2 separate regions of the Hordeum vulgare genome follow, and region 2 is linked to region 1. A link is a contact called in public Hi-C data. All regions are on one chromosome and are shown on one strand. The core of a region is the stretch at or near the end of the contact, and the rest is flanking DNA. Distances in the headings are between cores, read along the strand shown. Region 1 holds the start of LOC123447889 (phosphatidylinositol 4-kinase beta 1-like). Region 2 holds the start of LOC123447890 (GDP-L-galactose phosphorylase 2-like).

Region 1 (3,843 bases), core at 384-2,883:
GAGGTAACAGTGCGCGTCCTATTGCCTTGTCGTCTCCTCGTGCAACTTCTGGCCTCCTTCCGAAACTTCCAGGTCCTCTTTTGTCGAGAAAAAAATTGTCAAAAAATTTCATAGCGTTTGGACTCCCTTCGGTACTTGTTTTGTGAAAAGCCAAAAACATGTAGAAAACAACAACTAACACTTCACACTGAGTTAATAGGTAAGTTCTTAAAAATAATATCAAACAACATATAAGTGCATATAAATCATCCAAAATTGATAATATAATAGTATGAAACAATAAAAAATATAGATATGGTGGAGACATATCAAAGCTAGCAACCGTGTCCCTTGACGAGGTTGAGCTCTTAGTCAAACTCTTCGGCGCGATCGATGGAGAGGTGGATCTTTACGACATCCACAAGCACGATCATGGGGATACTGATGCGCACCCTGTGTGCACCCATCTTAAGGGAGCTCTAGCGCGGACGAGACACGTTGAATAAGCACTTATACCAGTTCTAGGTGAGACTAAGGTCGATTTGAAAGGAAACAAAAGACCATGAAGGAAAGAAGAAATCAAAACCAGAAAGGAGATCATGAATGGAGAGGGAGCGATTGAGGGAAAGAGATCAAAACCGTTTCAAAACCGGTTTGTGTGGGTGTGTTTTGTACATAGAAAAGTCGATGAGGGTGGGTTGACCGATTCCTTCGATCGATGTTAGTGCGGGGACTCACGGACGATGTAGGAACTACCCTTTTATGAGTAGAAAAATAATAGCAGACTGATGTTTTGGTAAGTAATGATTTGATTTGGACAAATTAATGTATGACGTTGTTTTAGGAAAGAGATGATTTGATTGAGTTAATAGTAGGTTGATGTTTTTATAAGTAATGATTTGATTTGGAGAAATTAATGTATGACGTTGTTTCAGGAAAGAGCCGATTTGATTGAGTTAATAATAAATTGATGTTTTGGTAAGTAATAATTTAATATAAAGCAGTTAATATATGATGTTGTTTTAGAAAAAAGTCAATTTGATTTGATTAAGTTATAATGCACGTGTCAAATGAACCGGTCACAAATGACTGCAAGTTGCTCGGGTGACGAAGCGGACGGCTCGCCCGGAGCGCGACCTTGGGGGTCGGCGTGTGTTCTTATTGGTTGTAAGTCGGAGCTGCGGCTCCGAAAATGGTTGTAGGGTGTTGATTTCGATTGCTCGGGCGACGGAGTTGGCGGCTCGTTATATGCACGGCCTCGGGGTCGGTGTGTAAGTCATTCTTCTATCGGTTTTCGGTCCGTTACCGATTTTTTTTCTTTTATATGAAAAGACAGATGATTGCAAGTTAAACAAAATGGCATCCTAAGACGCTCGTAGGCATCGCGGAGAGAACGGCACTAGCCCTGGCGGAGAGAACGGCACAGGCTGTGCAACAAAGTGGCAGCAGCGCAGAGGATTCGCTCGCGGCCATCGCCGCCCCCACCTGCTCCGGGCTCTCCGCTTCACATTCCACGCCGTCGCCACCACGGACACCACGCCGGAGAAGAAAACCGAAAGAAATTAATAAAAAGAAAAAATAAAATTCAAACCAGAGTCCTCAGAAACAGCGACGAAAACGCTGCGACATTTCAAATCGAATCAACCCCAACCCCCACCCCCCCACCCCCGAGTCCTCCCCAATTCCAAGATCCCTCGCCACGCTTCCCCGCTCCCAATTCCCTCCCCAATTCCAAGATCCCTCGGCGCGCGGCTCGATTCCGGAGCTACTAGGCAGCTAGCTAGGGTTTGCAGGCCCTCGCACCGAGCTGCGTGCGCGATCTCGCCGTCCGTTCGGGGGGCTAGGGTTTGGATTGGGTACAGCCCCAAAGCCAGCTCTGGATTGAGATTTGGGGGAGCGGCCGCGGTTCTGGATCGAGCTGCCCCGTGTGCTGCGAGCGATGGTGGTCACTGGAGGAGGGCTCCAGTGACGGTTGGTTTCGGTGGGACAAGGAGAAGCCCGCAGCCATGGTGCGGCTTCTCGGGCTGCGGGGCCTCAGCTTCGGGCCTGAGGAGTCGCCGCGAGAGATCACGGCCTCCGGCGGAGATGCGGCGCCCCCTGTGGGGAGCAGCGGCTGGCTCGTCCGCTTCTTCGACTCGGCTTTCTTCTGCGAGTGGATCGCCGTCAGCTACCTCTACAAGCACGACCACGCCGGCGTGCGCGACTACCTCTGCAACCGGATGTACACGCTCCCGCTCTCGGGCCTCGAAGCCTACCTCTTCCAGGTCTGTTACATGCTCGTGCACAAGCCCAGCCCCTCCCTCGATCGCTTCGTCATCGACACCTGTGCCAAGTCCCTGCGCATCGCGCTCAAGGTGCATTGGATCCTCGCTGCTGAACTTGAGCTAGAGGAGACCGAGGATCTGGATGGGATCGATAAGGTGCAGGAGCAGTGCCAGGCTGCAGCCACCGTGCAGGGCGAGTGGCCACCGCTAGTCCGACCTGCGCCGCTATCCCCTATTGCCAGCCCACGTGGCAATCCCATGCTCAGCAGGATACGCTCGTCGAAGCAGCGACTGATGTCCCTTGCCTCGTCGCCCTCTCTTGGATTGAGCCCCCCTCCAAGCGGCACCAATGTGGCTGCTGCTGAGGACGCTGGAGTCAGCAAAGGGAAGCAGCCAGTAACACCATCTTCGGAGGACAACAAGCTGCTTAGGCGATTGAGCATCGGGCCAAAGGCCTTCTTTAAGCGGTCTATGGAGAAGGACGAGGAGCAGGATAAGGATGGGTTCTTTAAGAGGTTGCTTAGAGACAGCAAGGATAAGGAGGAGGATGATGGAGACAAGGAAGGTTTTTTTAAAAGGTTGCTTAAGGATAGCAAGGAGAAAGAGAATGATGAGGAAGAAGGGGATAAAGATGGTCTCTTCCGTAGGTTGCTTAGGGACAGCAAGGAGGAGGACATGGAGCTCACACCTAGCTCGGACGGTTTGTTGAAGAGACTCTTCCGTGACAAGGAGGACAAACCGGGCGACGATGATGAGAAGGAAGGCTTTTTTCGCAGGATATTCAAGGATAAGAATGAGGAGAGGAGAGAAATCATGCATGGACGGCAAGGGGATGAGGAAAGAGTAGGTAAGAGTTTGGAGGATGATGATAGGGAAGGGTTCTTCCGCAAGATTTTCAAAGATAAGAATGAAGAGAGGAAAGATGGAAGCAGTCATAAGCAAAATGATGATAGAGAAAAGGCCGGTGTGAACACCGAAGAGGACAAGAAGGACGGTTTTTTCCGGCAACTTTTCAAGGAGAAAAATGATGAGAAAAAGGAAGGGATCACTCCTAGCAAAAAGGAGGACGATGGCAAAGGCAATAAGAGCATAGATGACGATAATTTCTTTCGCAGAATTTTCAAGGATAAGAATGAAGAAAAGAAAGGAGCTGCCCATGACAGGAACGAGGATGAGAAATGTGAGGAAGGTGATAAGGAAAATTTCTTCAGGAAACTATTCAAGGACAAACATGAAGACAGGAGAATCGAAGGGCTTGATAAAAATGATGATGATGGTAAGAGCACCAGTGGTATTGAGGAGGAGGAAAATTCAGAGTTCTTGTCATTCCGCAGGTTGTTTCGAGTGCACCCAGAGGACGCTAAGAGTGGGCATATAGAAGGTAGTCAGCCTAACGGTATTTCTGAGGGTAGCCCAGGATCAGAGAGCTTTTTTAAGCGTTTATTCCGTGATAGAGAAGATTCTGAGATTTTTGGCTCAAAGTTATTGAAAGAGGCAAGACATCTACTCTTAATATTCCTTTCTTTGGTTTTCAGTGTTTCATATTTTGCATCATCTTATTGAGTAATTACTGCTTCTGACTGCACACAGATATGCTTAT
Region 2 (3,843 bases), core at 439-2,938, 290 kb after region 1:
ACCCGATATTTTATTAGCATTTTTCTCAAAACCGTATAATTACATGCAATGCAATATCTAGTCCACTCTGCACAGACGCCCGTCCTTGGTTGTTCCCTTTCGTTCCCATGTTCGGCGATCGTAAGACCTGTGAAGTGAAGATCAGGTCGTTGGCAAGGAAGGGTACGACATGGGACACGGACTGGCACACACGGGGCAAGAGGCACCTCTGACAATCTCCCATGATCCATGCGGATGCCCTTGCGATGGGGTGCTAGATAAACCGCACCACCTTCGGGATGCGGCTGAAGCAAAAAATTGTCATGACCACTTGACGAGGTTCAAGTAGTCCTAACCTAGCCATCACCCACGTCCACTACCTCCGTCGTCATCTATCGAACACAAACTCCACCTCATCGGCTGCCCGACACCTGGCCAATTGCAAAACGAAAAGAGGCAGTGTCGGCATAATGCCTAGTGTGGCGTGAGTGGGTGGCAGCAACGACACACATTGTGCTCGCGCAAATGAAAAGGTGTAGTTTGCAAGGACAAACAGTTTGAACCATTAGTTTTGTTAAATTCTTAGTGCATATAGCTTTGTATTTGAATTTTGTGAGTTCTGATTGGTCATACTTGCATTCATACATTAAAAAATCTAGGCCTTCATTGTTTCGTCACGGTTAAGTTCAATTTATGGATCCACTATTGGTTGCCGCGGTTCTCATTCATACATCCAGGATGCTTCGTGCTGATAACATGTTGATACCATCATGACACGCAAAACAAAAGTAGAGATAAAAGTAAGAGGGAGACGCAAAAGTAGACACAAGATATATAAGAGCAACCCTAACCGGATGATCCATTTCGTAGTCCGTGCGTGTCGGTTTGGGTCATCGTAGACATAAATCTCAGCCCGACGTGCGAACCTAAATGGATGTGATCCCGTTTTTTATCCGTCCGAGACCCATTGCAGGCTTAAATTTGGGCCGGATTTGCGTTGACGCGGACACGGGATGGACGCGCGCGACGCTCGCCCTTCTCCTCCCCTAGCCCGTCTGTCCGTGGCAAAACACCACCATTTCCCTCTAATTCCCCCCCCCCCCCCCCCCGCCCACTCGAGAGTGCACCATGGACGACGACGCGCCGACCCTCGACGCCGTCGCCGGCCTTGCCTCCCCTGCCTTTGTCGGTCCCGTCCCCGCCACAGTAGTTAATCCCCACGGCGCACGCAAAGGGCCGACGCCAACCAAGCAGAAGAAGGTTCCGACGCATGAGTAGTGCATTGTTCAATCGTTGAGGAGGAAGAACTTGTGGTCACGGGCCTTTTTTTACATAAAGAAGTGTGGTGTATGGACGAAAAATGGATCGTTTCGTTGGACGCATAACTAACACATTTAAGGATCCAAACGAACAAAAAATAAACAAAACGTGTGTGCATTTAAATTGCCCGGTTGAAATAGCTTTAACCTAAAAAAACAGATACAAGATATAACACATATGCTTTTCTTTACGTTTTCTTAAGATCAGTGATCTCTATAAAGAAAAAACGAAAGAGTAGGCGTGTACGAATCCGTCGGTATCCATCCAACCCATACTTCCGGGACGGACCCCATATAGATACAGTACACAGGGACACGTCCTAGTCAGCAACAGCGGAGCCTGTGTTCCGTTCCGTGGGAGGGGCGAGCGGTGGACGATCCAGGCAGCAAAACAGCCGCGCGATCGCGGGCGGCGAAAGCAGCGCCACACAGCCGCGGCGTCCACCGCACAAACCTTCCCTCCCCAGCCTCACCCCCCGCTGCTCCGCCCCCTCTATTTAAGGCCGCCCCATCCCCCGGCCTCCGCTGCCACGCCGACGCAGCCCAGCCACAAACCCACCACCCCGCCGCCCACGCCGCACGCCGTCGTCCCCGAAGGGACGCGGGCAGCCGGGCAGGGAATCCCCCCTTCCTCCCCTTGGAGCCCTCCGTGACCTTCCGGGACGCTCGGCGCCAGCCTCCCCCTCCCGCCCTCCGTGTTGTCTCGCCGGGCATCACGGCTGCCACCGCGGACCCCGCGCGCGGCGCCCCCGCTGCGCAGGTGGAGCCGCACGGAGGACGCGGAGCACTCCCCTCGGCCGGGGGCAGCCCCTCCGACCTCCTCTTCCTCGCCGGCGGCGGTCGCATCCTTCTCTGATTGCGCACCGGCGCTGACCCGCTAACCCACGCTAAGTCGTCGTTAACAACACCCAGTAGACGGTAGAGACAGCAGAGGAGGCGGGAGGAGATGGAGGTGAAGCTGACGATTAAGAGGGTTGCGACGGTGCTGTCCAACTACCAGGAGGAAGGAGCCGGGGGCTGCGGCAGGAACTGCCTCGGGGATTGCTGCTTGCCTGGTGCGTATTATCACCTCTCATGCCTAATTCTCATCTAGTTTCCATTGGGAGTTGCAGCTCAGCTCATTTTATCCTCGAATTTGTTGGCATAGTCGAAAACTTGTGAATAAAATGTTCAATTAGTCTGATTTTAGGTTTATTTTGTTTCCTCCGGTGCAAAAGTTTTTCATTTCTTTTCGTTTATACAGTAAAATACTACTACTACCACTCCTACTATCTTTGGTTGGGTTTATAAGTCTCCAATTTAAGTACTACCTCCGTATAAGTCATTCGTGTAGTTCTAGATCGACAATTTAACTATCTAAATATGTATCATATGTGACAAAATATATATATTTAGAAACTGCATCCGTGTAGAAATCTAGTGATATACTTTTCATGACATATACCACATATTTAATTCCTCAAATCGGTGACCTAGAACTACGCGAATGACTTATACACCGGGACGGAGGGAGTACCAAAACATGTGTTATACTCCCTCCGTTTCTAAATATAAGTTTTTTTAGAGGTTTCACTAGGAGACTACATACAAATGTATATGGACATATTTTAAAGTGTAGATACACTCATTTTATTCTCTATGTAGTCCTCTAGTGAAACCTTTAAAAAGACTTATATTTAGGAACGGAGGGAGTATGTCTCGTAAATTATATCTTATGGATTCGAGGTTCAGTGAAGTTTGTACACATATATTTTGTGTGGCATATTACACATGTTTTGTACTTTTATCAGTCAAATCGAAGTTCTAAAAGTTGATGCCCGACTTACCAACCGGACTGACTACTGATTATACGGAATGTATGAGCTTCTTCTGCTATATCTAGCTATGTTTAGTAGTATGAATTTCTCGTTGTCCCATTAGTCGAATCAGAGTTTGTTTTAAATTAGACAACTGAAACAGAGTTCTGAACCTTTTTTCTGTTGCCACAAAGTTACAGATTTAAGCATCCTTTACTAATTAACCATTCTTTTTCCATAAACACTTCAGCTTCCAAGCTTCCCCTCTATGCTTTCAAGGCCGACCCAAAGAAGCCTGCGCAGGATGATGAGCTCCCTACTGAGTTCTTCCTCAATTCTCTCCTCCTCGCACAGGTAAGAAAATACTAGCAATCAAGTGAACCTAGCGCGTAGCTCATTTTGTTAGGAGAGTGGATGCACAACCCACGACCTAGGTTCAAGTACTTATGGACATGAATTTAAGTTCCTGTGTATAATGTAGGGCTCTCTTCCTTGCAGATTTATTAAAAAATGAAAATACTAGAAAATTTTGCGTATTTATTCTTTAAGAAAGGAAGGTCATGTTGATGTAACAATTTGGACACTTAGCAGTTCTGCTGGTAAAAACGTTGCAAAAAAAAAGAAGTTCTGCTGGTAAAACCAGTACTGGATAGTGTTTTGGTGCATTTCGTTTCCTGTGAAGATCTCAGGAGTTTGTTATTGCTTACTGGCTTACAGCTGTTATGCTTGGATCAAAATACGATAAATAT

The links. Hi-C and Micro-C count contacts between places; a contact is called where the count stands out from the background.
Region 2: a Hi-C map of seedling shows a contact between it and region 1, with 2.6 times the contacts expected there. The contact joins the promoter of LOC123447890 here to the promoter of LOC123447889 in region 1. A contact is called at or near these places in 3 of 6 Hi-C or Micro-C datasets (leaf and seedling) and 1 of 1 datasets of contacts at active chromatin or transcription factors (embryo).

The regions. Positions count from the first base shown.
Region 1 is chr4H:64,255,876-64,259,718 of MorexV3_pseudomolecules_assembly, forward strand. LOC123447889 (phosphatidylinositol 4-kinase beta 1-like) reads left to right here and starts at 1,634. Exons shown (of 16, transcript XM_045124604.1): 1 at 1,634-3,737. The coding sequence starts at 1,986.
Region 2 is chr4H:64,545,824-64,549,666 of MorexV3_pseudomolecules_assembly, forward strand. It overlaps LOC123447890 (GDP-L-galactose phosphorylase 2-like), which reads left to right and starts at 1,689. Exons shown (of 6, transcript XM_045124605.1): 1 at 1,689-2,353; 2 at 3,345-3,448. The coding sequence starts at 2,245.